Regions from separate parts of the Mus musculus genome. Here regions 1, 3 and 4 are each linked to region 2. A link is a contact called in public Hi-C and HiChIP or PLAC-seq data. All regions are on one chromosome and are shown on one strand. Each heading gives the region's core, a stretch centred on a gene start, on an enhancer-like site or on the middle of the called end of the contact. The rest is flanking DNA. Distances are from core to core; before and after follow the strand shown. Region 1 overlaps Tbl1xr1 (transducin (beta)-like 1X-linked receptor 1). Region 2 has its middle 75 kb from the start of Gm31610. Region 3 overlaps Tbl1xr1 (transducin (beta)-like 1X-linked receptor 1). Region 4 has its middle 30 kb from the start of Gm31552.

What was found. Hi-C and Micro-C count contacts between places; a contact is called where the count stands out from the background. HiChIP or PLAC-seq counts read pairs in DNA pulled down with a chosen protein or histone mark.
Region 1: an H3K27ac HiChIP or PLAC-seq map of heart atrium shows a contact between it and region 2, with 7 times the contacts expected there. The contact joins two enhancer-like sites. A contact is called at or near these places in 1 of 484 Hi-C or Micro-C datasets (embryonic fibroblasts) and 3 of 115 datasets of contacts at active chromatin or transcription factors (astrocytes, cardiomyocytes and heart atrium).
Region 3: a contact with region 2 is called in an H3K27ac HiChIP or PLAC-seq map of heart atrium, with 6 read pairs. The contact joins two enhancer-like sites. A contact is called at or near these places in 2 of 484 Hi-C or Micro-C datasets (cortical neurons and embryonic fibroblasts), 2 of 115 datasets of contacts at active chromatin or transcription factors (embryonic basal ganglia and heart atrium) and 1 of 9 other capture datasets (embryonic stem cells).
Region 4: a contact with region 2 is called in a Hi-C map of myocytes, with 4 times the contacts expected there. The contact joins two enhancer-like sites.

Annotation. Positions count from the first base shown.
Region 1 is chr3:22,143,128-22,145,934 of GRCm38.p6, forward strand. All of the region lies in intron 1 of Tbl1xr1 (transducin (beta)-like 1X-linked receptor 1), which reads left to right. Among named protein-coding and RNA genes, the nearest start is that of Tbl1xr1, 68 kb to the left of the region's middle. Within about 2 kb of position 1,339, at least 11 of the 459 cell types and tissues checked have an H3K27ac peak or open chromatin away from gene starts, as enhancers often do. A contact at or near this core is called in heart atrium, where this site is marked.
Region 2 is chr3:21,563,109-21,566,068 of GRCm38.p6, forward strand. No RefSeq gene overlaps it. Among named protein-coding and RNA genes, the nearest start is that of Gm31610, 75 kb to the left of the region's middle. Within about 2 kb of position 1,578, at least 151 of the 459 cell types and tissues checked have an H3K27ac peak or open chromatin away from gene starts, as enhancers often do. A contact at or near this core is called in heart atrium and myocytes, where this site is marked.
Region 3 is chr3:22,089,429-22,092,250 of GRCm38.p6, forward strand. All of the region lies in intron 1 of Tbl1xr1 (transducin (beta)-like 1X-linked receptor 1), which reads left to right. Among named protein-coding and RNA genes, the nearest start is that of Tbl1xr1, 14 kb to the left of the region's middle. Within about 2 kb of position 1,328, at least 133 of the 459 cell types and tissues checked have an H3K27ac peak or open chromatin away from gene starts, as enhancers often do. A contact at or near this core is called in heart atrium, where this site is marked.
Region 4 is chr3:20,791,346-20,794,045 of GRCm38.p6, forward strand. No RefSeq gene overlaps it. Among named protein-coding and RNA genes, the nearest start is that of Gm31552, 30 kb to the right of the region's middle. Within about 2 kb of position 1,351, at least 10 of the 459 cell types and tissues checked have an H3K27ac peak or open chromatin away from gene starts, as enhancers often do. A contact at or near this core is called in myocytes, where this site is marked.

The sequences.
Region 1 (2,807 bases), core at 89-2,588, 580 kb after region 2:
TTGAGCTGATGAATTTTGAAATCATTGGTAACCTTTTGCTGTATTTCTGCATGGTGGTTTATTTTTTTGTTTAATGGAAGGTACAGTTGCATCATGCACAATGAGACTAACTCAGCTGAAGGTTGTTACTGGGTGCTTAAGTATCTTTGTATGGATGTGTGGTCTTGAAAATTGTCCAGTTTTAGGAAAAGTAAGGTCATAATTTACAACCCTTTGGCTCCAGTTTCCCCAAGTAACTTGAGTAACAATGGAAGTGAAAGCAAGGACAGAGGATGGGGAGGCTTCTGACTGCAGCTGAGACCAGGCTGCTTCTCAGATCTTCCTGCAGGGGGAGCTACCCTCACCTCATCGTATGCTTGGTGTCTGGTAAGCTGCGTGTGTGTGTGTGTGTGTGTGTGTGTGTGTGTGTGTGTGTGTGTGTCTGTAGCACTGTGTGTGTTGGGGGAGGGTTCGAACAATTGTGAGTGTGCACCCATGTGTGTGCATGTGTGTGTATGACTGGCTATCAGCTCAGCATAGTGTACACTGTTTCAAAGGCTTTCTTCTACACTGGAGGATTGCTGGACATGCAAAGAAGATAATTGATATATTTTTCTTGTTGTTTTTTTAATCAGCAAATGAGGAAGGATCTGGTGGAACTGATTTAGTATATAGCTCCTTTAAAATTGGCCCCATTTGGAATTGGTCCATTTATCATCTTGGAAATCATGTACTAGGGCCACTTGGAATTCTGTGACGTTTTCCCTAGGAATTCATTTAATAAAATCTTTTTCACCTTTTATTTATAGAGCTGGGGTGAACTGCAGCTATGTCTATCTTAACGAACACAATTAGCTCTAGTAAGATTTTAATTTTTCCTCAGGTCTAAATGTGACTTCCAGAATTTCCACAGAGAATAGAAACTCATGGCAGTCTTGTTACACTGTTGCACAGGCTACTGAACTAAGGCCTGTAGACTAGATGGTTGTTGGGTTTGCACTTTTCCTGGGGCAGGAGCCACATTTTTGAATCAGTGGGCCAAATGAATTTATTGTTAGATCTAGTCAAAATAATTGTGTTATTTTTTTTCATAAATAAAATAAAAAGCCTAACTACATTAAAAAGCACTACTTGGAAGATATTTGCTTAGTCCCAGTGTCTATGCTAAAGGCCTTTCCTAAGATTATTGCGCTGTTCACTTTAGGTAAATGCTGATAGTAGCTTAAAAACAGAGCTATTTTGTTTGGAGACTGAATGAACCTTAACAATCTATAAAGTCAGCTTTGGAATTCATGAGGTGTACTTTAGTTTCTGTTAGTGGAATGTCAGTCAGTCTGTCCCTGCCACCTTCTGGAAGTTGTGTGAAAAGGCTGTCATGAGAATAGCAGCCAGCCACTGCCTCTTCAGCCCTTGTGTTTGGTCTGTGCCTAGATCCCACACCTGTACTGTTAGAGCAGTGAATCCAAGGACTACATATCTTCCAGGTGCTATTCTTACTTATGGAAGAATAGCAAGCTGAGCGAGCAGATAAGCCTTGATGGCAGAAAAGGCTGGGGAGGCATGCTAGACAGCTATGGGAGCACCCTCTCCATGAGTGGTCAAGGGACAGTCCAGGAAGGAGTGGGGCTAGGTTTGAGGGAAGAACGTCTTTGCAAGTGCATTTCCAGTACCGGAATGTCCGTGCCTTGTGGAGGCAGCGACAGAGGACTGAAGGCCAAGGTAGAGGAGAAGCTGATGGAGAACCAGTCCTAAAGTGCTATAGTGCACAAGTGCTGGAACCTGGGCTGCAGAGCAGACAGGACTGTGTCTCTAGAAAGCAAATGTAAAGTAAAGGGCAGATGATGTGCAGGACACAGGTTTGCAGCTTGGGTCTCATTTGTCCTGTGATTAAAGCACATCTGTAGTGTTAGTTAACTTCTCTGCAAGTATGTGTCTTACAAGTTTAAAGTTTTCTCTTTTTTTTTCTTTTTCTTTTTTGTGATTTGCTTTTTAAATGTGCTGCACAGCACTTAGGTGGCCATAAGCAAATACGATCCTTCATCTTAGAATTGTGATATGGCCTTCAGTGTGTTGCTAGGAAATCCTTTCGTTTAGGTTAAACTACCTGTACACAGCTGTGTCTATCTGCTTTTTCCCCCCCCGACAGACAGGGTCTCTCTGTATAGCCCTGGCTGTACTGGAACTCACTTTGTAGACCACGCTGGCCTCGAACTCAGAAATCTGCCTGCCTCTGCTTCCTGGCTCTCTGTCTGCTTTTTACTGAAGATGAACTTGCTCTTGATGCCATAGAAACAGTTTTATACTTAACTATTTAAGTGATATTTACCTTAAGGATCTATAGTCTAAAGAAAAGTTAAATAAAAAACTAAAGGGTGTTGAGGAGAGATAACCAGTAGAACTCCCATTAAGTATATCTGTAGGTGTAGTGAGGAAAATTCTCACTGATGCCAAGGAAGGAAAAGAGCCCTGGAAAGAGGGAAACTAACTGGAATGGGCTGGTTCAGTATTTTACCCAAGAAATGTTGTGTGGAAAGATAGAAAGATGGAGTGGTTAGACATGCAGATGGGTGGGGCATTATTGCTGGTTTATTGATGCTCAGTTTAGGTGACAACATTGTTTTGGATACTTGATAAGGGCTCCGGCCTCCAGTGCAGCTTCCCCCACCCATCCTGCGTTCCTGATGGGCCACAGTGCTGCCTGGACAGCACACCATTCCCCACTGTCATCCCATCTCCCAGCAGATGTCAGTGGTCACTGTGACTTTGTTCTGTGGAACTGGGATTATAGTGTCTACTTTTAAACTGAATTTTATAAGAAGATTCTTATG
Region 2 (2,960 bases), core at 328-2,827:
TGGAGCCTAGATCCAAACCATATGCTCCTTGACAGCAGAGTGATTAAGAACTTCCCTGGGCCAAGATGTACAAAAACAGTGTAGTGTGGCATATGAAAATGTCCTTTCGGCAGTAGAGTGCCTTTGCTCAGAATATTCTAGAAATTTAAGATTCTCTATTCCCACTAATGTTGAAAGGAAGCTCCAGGGCAAGAACTAAAATAAAATAAAACCTCTCACCCACATTACAAAGGAAATGAAGGAAAAAACTTTATGTATTTAAACAGTAAGAAGTTAACCAGTTCCCAAAGTTGAGTAAATTTGTTTCAATCTTACAAGTTTGACCAAAGATCAGTTAAATAACAAGTAAAAATTCTCTGTAGAGATTTTTAGAGATGACTAGCAGAATGCCGTATGCCACTGATACCTGTGTTTCCCTCAGGCCTAACGAGTCAAGAAGAAAACCAACCATGCTTGCCAAGTTCCCTTAATTTCCCACAGTGGAACAATGTCTGCTCAAGGAGCCTCTGTCCTGAAATGACTCAAGGCCTTCCTCCCTTGAGCAAGCACAGAAAAACATGGGGGGAGGGGACCCACATGCCAGAATCTTGCTAGCCCATCAAGGGCCTCATTATATAAACAGTAATGAAATGACTGGGGTTGATAAGTAACTAAACTTGCAGGTAAGTGTTCAAACTAATGATTTCATATATGTACACGTCTATACAAAATACACTTATCTCCCTTCCCCAGTCTATTACAAGGACAACAAGATTCTAATAAGGGCATTTCATTGTTCTAGACAGCAAACCTTCATTGGTTTTTTTTTTTTTTTTGGGGTGGGGAGGTTGTTGTTTTGTTTTGTTTTGTTTTGTTTTTAGTGTCACACAAGACAAAACCTATTGCGTTTGAAAAACAAAAGCATTTTTAGATCAAAACAGAGCAGGGACTTGCAAGATGAATAATACATACAAGTAAGGCACCCACCTCAGTTTTGTTGTGATTTATCAGCATGCAAGGGATGGGACAAAAATAAAGGGAAAACGATTCGATTGTTAAATCAAGCCTTCTCAGCTTCCTGGCTGTAGTCAATTTGCCAAAAGCCTTTTCTCTACTGTAATCCCATTTTTCAACATCTCATAACTAGAACCTGATTGATCATGTGGTCACATCCAGCCCAGACTCATTAGGCCAATTAAATCAAAGCATGTGTGCTGGAGATTCCAGCTCAGGGGCTGCTGCAGTGCCAGCAACAGCTTGGCTTGCCCACATTCCACAGGGTCTTATTTCAAGTGGTGTGATCCCCACATGGACGGTTTGATTTATTAAAGGGGACATTTTGTCACTCAGAAGGACTTCTCAGGACACTGGGTGGTGGGAGAGCAGTGAAACCAGGGCAATGTGACAAAAATAGGAGAACTTGTCACCCAAACCCGGAGGCAGCTCACACACACAGCAATGTATTTTAAGCATGAAGAAAATAGACTCTGTCTTAACAGCCTGGTTCTGTCAGAAGAGCGTCTCCCAGAGAGCCCTTCTTGGCTGTGGACTGTTCTGAGAACCTTTTTCATCTTTGTTGCCAAGGCAGCTGGGGGGAGGGGAAGCTGTGCTGGGTTTCCAAAGAATTGAGCAGCCAATACTATGAGCTTCCAGAACAGTGGGGCAGTGGCAGCCTCATCCTTAAGGAAAGGGGACTAAGAGATACAAGGAAGACTCAAGCTTGGGCAGTTTTTTAGAACCCTGACTCTGTCTGAAGAAAGCATCATGTGAGGTTCGGGTCTAATGGGTTAGGGACTAATTAATTGGCCAAAGATTTGACAAGGCTGAGGGTGGAAAGGCTCTTGGTTTTAGGGAGTATTTGGGTGTAGGAAGCAGCCCTGAAAGGTGAGCTCCCAGTCTGACTTTTAGATCCTGACAAGGAACATGGAGATGGAGGGAGGGAGCAGTGGAAGATTGTCTGTCCACGCTTCAGGGAAATGCCCTGACCTATTCACTCCTCTGTGCCCAGAGCTACAGCCTCAACACGCCTGAGTAGGAAGGATGTGTCTAAATCCACTCTGTGCTTTTGGTTTGTTTTTATCTTTGGAGAGAGAGAGAGAGAGAGAGAGAGAGAGAGAGAGAGAGAGAGAGAGAGAGAGAGAGAGAGTTTAAAATCTATTTTTGCCCAGGCATGAGTGATCATGCCTGTGTATCCTAGAGCGTGGGAGGCAGAAGGCAGGAAAGTGGCAGCTCACTTGAGATCTACATAGTGAATCCCAGCTAGGGGTCCATACTGGAATCCTGTCTCAAAAACACAAACAAAAAGATTTTCTTTGTGGCCACACAATTCAGTTCTATATTAGCTAATGAGTCACTTTTATGGACTTTTCAAAAAACTTACATACCACAGAACTTTAGAATTAAGAGCATTTTGGCCCAATATATTTGGTTACAAATGAGAGGACAGAGGTCTAGAAAATTTATTTCTCGAAAGAGATAAAGAAAGCTAAGAACTGAGCTAAAGATTTTCAGATGCAAACTTAAAGCCTTACTCAAAGGCTTCTGTGATGTGGAGGTCAGGGGTGGAGCTCTATTACAGGCATGTCCCCCAGAGCCCAGACTGCTCTCCACAACCCAATTCCTACTGGTCCTTTCCTTCTGCAGTCTTCAGCATCCCCCATCTCCTTGAGTAGTCTGATGCTTCTCACTAACACTGGACTTCAGTGGGCAATCAGATGACACTCCATCTCCACACAGCACAATGAAACTTCAGCCAGACACTTGTTCTTTCTTATCTTTCAGAAAATAAGCCATGAATTCCAGAACCGTCTCTGTGAGACAACTGGTCATCTCAGCTTGTTCTAACCCAGGGCCCCATTCATTCAGGACACCCTGGAGTGTTCAAGGAAAGTGATCTGCAAGCAGTAGGTCAGTAGGTCACACCCAGCAAGGAAACTCACCACAGGACAGACTGGAGGACACAGAAAAGTGATTCACAAAGA
Region 3 (2,822 bases), core at 78-2,577, 530 kb after region 2:
GACGCCTGTCTTACAAGTGTTTCCCTTGGAGCCCCTGATCAAGTTCAAACTGCAGACTCTGCTCATACTGAATTGGTGAGGCTTTCTAAATGAAGTGAGTATTTCTGGTCCTTCCAGAACCTTGTCTCTTTGAAGGTCATATAGGCCCAGAAAAGAGGTTGGTCTAGCACTTCCTTGCTCCTCTGACTCATGGTGTTCAAAGTATAAGATTATCAGGTTCTGCTTGGGTGTCCTGTTTTGAAGGTAGGGCCACCTATGGAATCTTTTTTTTTGGGGTGTGGGATGGGAGGTTGGAACAGCTCAGATATGCTGTTAAAACCAGGAATATTCCCAAAACCAGGGTAAAGAAGACTTGGATCTGAGGTTACTAGTTATAGCTGATTGAATCATTGTCTGGTCTTCTGTGTTGGTTCTTGACTCCCTGTTCTTTGTAATCTGGATCCTCACTAAACCATTTCTCTTTGGTTCTGGTCTTATGTGAGCTCTTGGTCCACCATATACCTCAGGTGGTCTTTCCTTTCACTGCGGTGCACGTGTAAGGCTTTGAGGCTATGCAGTGCACAAGTCATGCATTCTGTCTCCTGCTGACTTTTGAAGTCACTTGCTGTGTCATGGAAGGAACTTCACTTTCATTTTGGGTCTGTGTTGAATGTTGACTGATGGCAGAGCTCTTTCATTTCATGGTTCTGAGTGGAAACAAAACAGATGGAAGAGGAAAGAGAGGGTTAGAGTTGGGAGAAAGAAATAGAAGTGGCTCTCACGCTTGTGAGCTGGACATGACCTTAGCTACTGATGCATACTTCCTAGATAATCCAAAACTACTGGAGATGTGTGGAGTAGAGGGATGTGTAGAAGTTAACTGAGCTGTCAAGATCTGGTGTTTTCAAATAATCGTCAGAAAGGAATGTTTTGATTATTTCTTCAGAACCAGATCTGCATTTGAGAAACAGGGTTTCTAGTTTACAAATGAACTAAAGTGATTGCCACAGTACTTCACTGATATTTTCAAAGAATTAAAAATTCACCAGTAAATTTTAATTAGGAAGGAAATTGCACTGAGAAGTGTGTTCTGGCACTTTGCCCTGGTGTTGCTCTGTGTGGCAGTCAGGAGGAATTTGTTCCTTTGGGCTCTTCCTCTTGTAGCCTCCTGTCCCTTTGGGTGTGTAACTTGACCCCTGAGGCTGCACTCTGCTTGCTTGTGGATGTGTTTTTGAACTTGTTAATTCTCAATCTCTTTGCTTTTTGGGTCAGCTCTTGTGCAGCACAGGCTGGCGAGCTTCATGGCTCCTTTATCTTTTTTGTGTTTGTCAAATGACTCAGACTTCTGGATGGGTACCCTGGTAGGTTGCTCCCTTTGTTTTGACAAAGTGGCATAGATGATTTCTACAAGTTGAGAAGTGCGGTGTTCCCCCCCCCCCCCAAGTAGTTTACTATTAACTTTAAGCAAACATGACGTCGGCCAGTGAGGTAAGGTCGCTTTCCTCCAAGACTCATAGTCTGAGTCCATAAGAATGCCATGTTGGAATGAGAGAAAGGACTTGGTGAAGCTGTCCTCTGACCTGCACTTGTGCACAGTGGCACTCTGCCCACATGCACGTAGGACATGACACCTGTGTACATGGTGTTACGTACTGGCTGTGGTTTGAAGCTGCCTGAGGAGGGCTCAAGTGTCAGTGTGGATAGTGGAATGAAAGCTGCTGAGTTCAGGAATAAAGGAAAGTTTGGAATCATTTAATTTACTGACTTCCATTCCTTGCAAAATACCACATATATCTCATGGGTTTAAGTAGCGTGGAAATTTGAGGACAAGCTCAAAAGAATGGCTCAGGGTGTGGAAAACAGGGAAGTTGAGTGGCTGTAACAAGACAGCTGCTCTGGCTTCTGCACCCTGTCCTCCTGGTTCTTGTTTTGCCTGAGCAGCAACAGTAGAGCTCATGAACCGGAGCAGCTCAGGAGGCTACTGAGTTCTTGCTTACTCTTCAGGGATGTTTGGCCGACCAGCTTTTCAGTGTCTCCCCTTTCACCCCATTTTGCCTTTTTAGGAGAGTGCCCCACACTATAGTCCTGCTGGCCTGGAAAACGATATGAAGACTAGTTTGCCCTCACACTTGCATTTATGCCCCTGCCTCAGCTTCTGCCTCCCTTGTATTGGGAGTACTCTAAGGGCTCCAGGCTTTTTGTCTTTTACTGCATTGGTACCCCTGGGATTGGATTCTGCTCAAGTCTTGTTCAGCAGTCTCAAACAGTCTGGTTTTTGTTTTTCTACCTGAAATTAAACATTTTTCTCATGAGAAGTTAGCCACTAAAATTTTTATTAGTGTCTTAATTTGGATCATTGATTTTGGTAATGTTTGTTTTAAAGTTGTGTAAGGTTCCATATTCGCTAAAGAATGATACCCTGGACTCAAATAGTATGTAAACACAGAGTGTTTTATTTTGTAGAAGTCCAACATGCTGGGGTTTCCCAATACCGGAACCTTGCAGGTCTGGTTTAAAGCACATTAGTAACTTCCAGGGTCAGTGACCCTTATGGTAATCTGTTGGCTGGAAACTTCTTAGGAGATGTCTGGAAACCGCTGCTGTCCTTGCCTCAGGCCAGGTGACAGACCTGGAGTTGCCCAGATCTTGGAAACAGATTCAGGTCTAGTCTCTTTTTAGGTAAGTACACTGTAGCTGACTTCAGACATGACAGAAGAGGGAGTCAGATCTCATTACTGGTGGTTGTGAGCCATCATGTGTTTCTGGGATTTGAACTCAGGACCTATGGAAGAGCAGTCAGTACCTGCTGAGCCATCTCCCCAGCCCCAGGCCTAGCCTCCGTA
Region 4 (2,700 bases), core at 101-2,600, 770 kb before region 2:
AAATAAATTTCATAACATGAGAAAAATATCAAACTAGAATAAAAACGGGCAAGTAATGTTTTGCAATGAGAGATAATGAGAGCAGCATCGCAAAGCTGTATGGGTATAATACCTCTGAAATATTTCTTTTAAGAAAACTGTAGTTTCAGATTTTTATATCAGAAAAAAGGGAGTCCTAAAAGTGAATATATATGATCCTATCACTTTACCAACTTGGAAGAAATGTTACAACATCATTAAAGGCCTGCTAAGGGAAAGCTATTGCCTATTAGCCAAAACAATAGAATGTACCTTTGTGTTGAAATATGCTATTGTCTCCTCCCTTAGGGAATTTTAGATTTAAGCATGTAAATCGTCTGGTTGAGAGTCTTCCTCTCAGGAAAGCAGGTTTACCTAAAGCCATACTTGCTGAAGAAACAGAAGGAATAATTAGATCTTTGAAAGATGATGCCTTTTTCCTTCCCAGCATGTCCATCTCATTGCGCTCAGGGCCTATGTGCCATCCTGAGTCCTGACTCAAAAAAAATGCATATTTTTTTCTTTTCTTCTCTTCTGTCTTTCTTTCAGATGTTGGCCATAACCTAAGTTGGTGCTCTGTGTTCTTGGGATTTCTCATTCTTTCTCTAAGATTCCTTTCCTCCCATGTGGCTGTTTACCATATGACTGACATCCATGCTGGCTTGATTCAAAAGGTATGGCTTTCTTTCTCCTTTAAGCTTTCACCCCTGGAGGAAAGACTCTTTTATTCTAGGTGACACTCCAGGACTCCCATACCAAAAGAAGAAAAAAACAAATAATCATCAGAAAGAGAGCATTGATAAGTATCAGTAGAAATCAGTAGAAATACTGAAGCTATCTAGTATTAGAAAAGTTAAAATTAAAAGAGATATTAAAATCCAATCAATAATATGAACGAAGCCTATAAACTTAAAATTGGTTTGTGAAATGATAATAGAATTAAGGAAATCAGTAGATAAATAAGCCACTAATATTAGCAAACAGAAAAGTTATTTCAGATAAAATGCTGGAAAACAGAAAATGTTATAGATAATACAGGAAGAAAGGGGAAACACTGTGATGAAAAAGGGCAAGTACTTTAATACATTTGGTTAGCCAGGGGACTATTGATGGTACCAATACCAAACTGGTCAATAGCATTGGATTGTGTATAAATAATTTTCTTAACTTGATTAAATAGTAATTAAAAGTATTAAATAGCAATAAAATATTTGTGTGTGTGTGTGTGTGTTTGAACAGAAATACAAACTTTCGCCTGGCCTCATCTGTACTCTAGCCTCAGCTTAAGCTGTAACAACTGGCTCAAAGATATTTTAGACTGAATATGACTGCTAGAAATTCTCTCTGCATGCCAGGAACATTCCACCACTCCCTGGGGGAGTCTTCCAAGGGGAAATGTCCAACTAACAGAATGCAACAAGAACTCTCATGTCCTGAGACCAAGACAGAAATATTATGTGTTTGATTATGTTGCATATACTATTAAGTTTTTGATTTTTGCATTTTTAATCCATCTTCTTTCCATTTTATCAGCAATACTTTCAAGTACCCTACCTTCTATTTTCTACTCCTTTCTTCTAACTTCAGTTTTCTAGTGAAACTTAGGCTGAACTCTGTACTTCGGTGATTTCTTTGATGACATTAATTCTGTCAAACATTTTTTGAATATATTACAAGATTTTCCTCAAAGATCATGCCTATTAAACTCTAAAAATAGAATACCATATGTCTGTTCCTAATGCAGGCATTTAAAGTTACCACAAGAAGGAGTCTGATTACTTGGATTTGGCCATACATGGCTAGGGAAACAGACAATAAAGAGCCACAAGGAATCATTTCAAAACGAAAACATCCTAACATCCTGCATACTTGCATAGTGGTGTGTGTGTGTGTGTGTGTGTGTGTGTGTGTGTGTGTGTGTGCTGTCAAATTATCATTTTGGTTTTATACCATGTCTCAGGCTTGAACCCAGGATCTAGACATGCTAGAAAAATATTCTACCACAGAACTATGCCCATAACCCCAGTAGTATATTCTTTGGTTAGTAATCAATTGTTAAAAACTGTATATTCACTACAACTAACTCCTCATTAATTTGTTTTTAAAATATTAAGAACTTGTCAGGTGATAAACACTCTACTAGGGGATCTACCAGTGAAAACCAAAGATGCAGCCCTCTCCTCTGCCCTGCCTTAGAACTCAAATTACTTATTTGCTTTTCAAGGTCCTTTAGGCTTTCTTGACTGCTCACTGGCTTTTATTTACATGGAATGTTGTGCTCTATGCATTTGTATGCTCAGATATTACAGCTCTTTTTGAAGTAAATTTTAAATGACTGGAGCCACAGTGAATTTCCCCTGTGCTTGGGTCCTAAAAGTATTGCTTAGTCTCTGCTCTCAGATTAAATTATCTGCTTTTCTAATGGTATTGGAATAATCTGCCTTGCATTATTAATGAGATACCCCATCTGACTAGACTCCAGACTCTTTAAGTAAAATGATCTTGTCTTACTAAACCTTTTATAGACTCCAGTATTTAGAAAAGTGTCTGTGCCATAGGAAGCAGGCATTTATTAATTAAATGACTACACAGATGTGTCATTGTAGTACTGGCAAATGATTCTCTTTGTTTTAATATTTTCTACCAAATAATTCACCAGACTATTTTCTTCCCATAACCGAT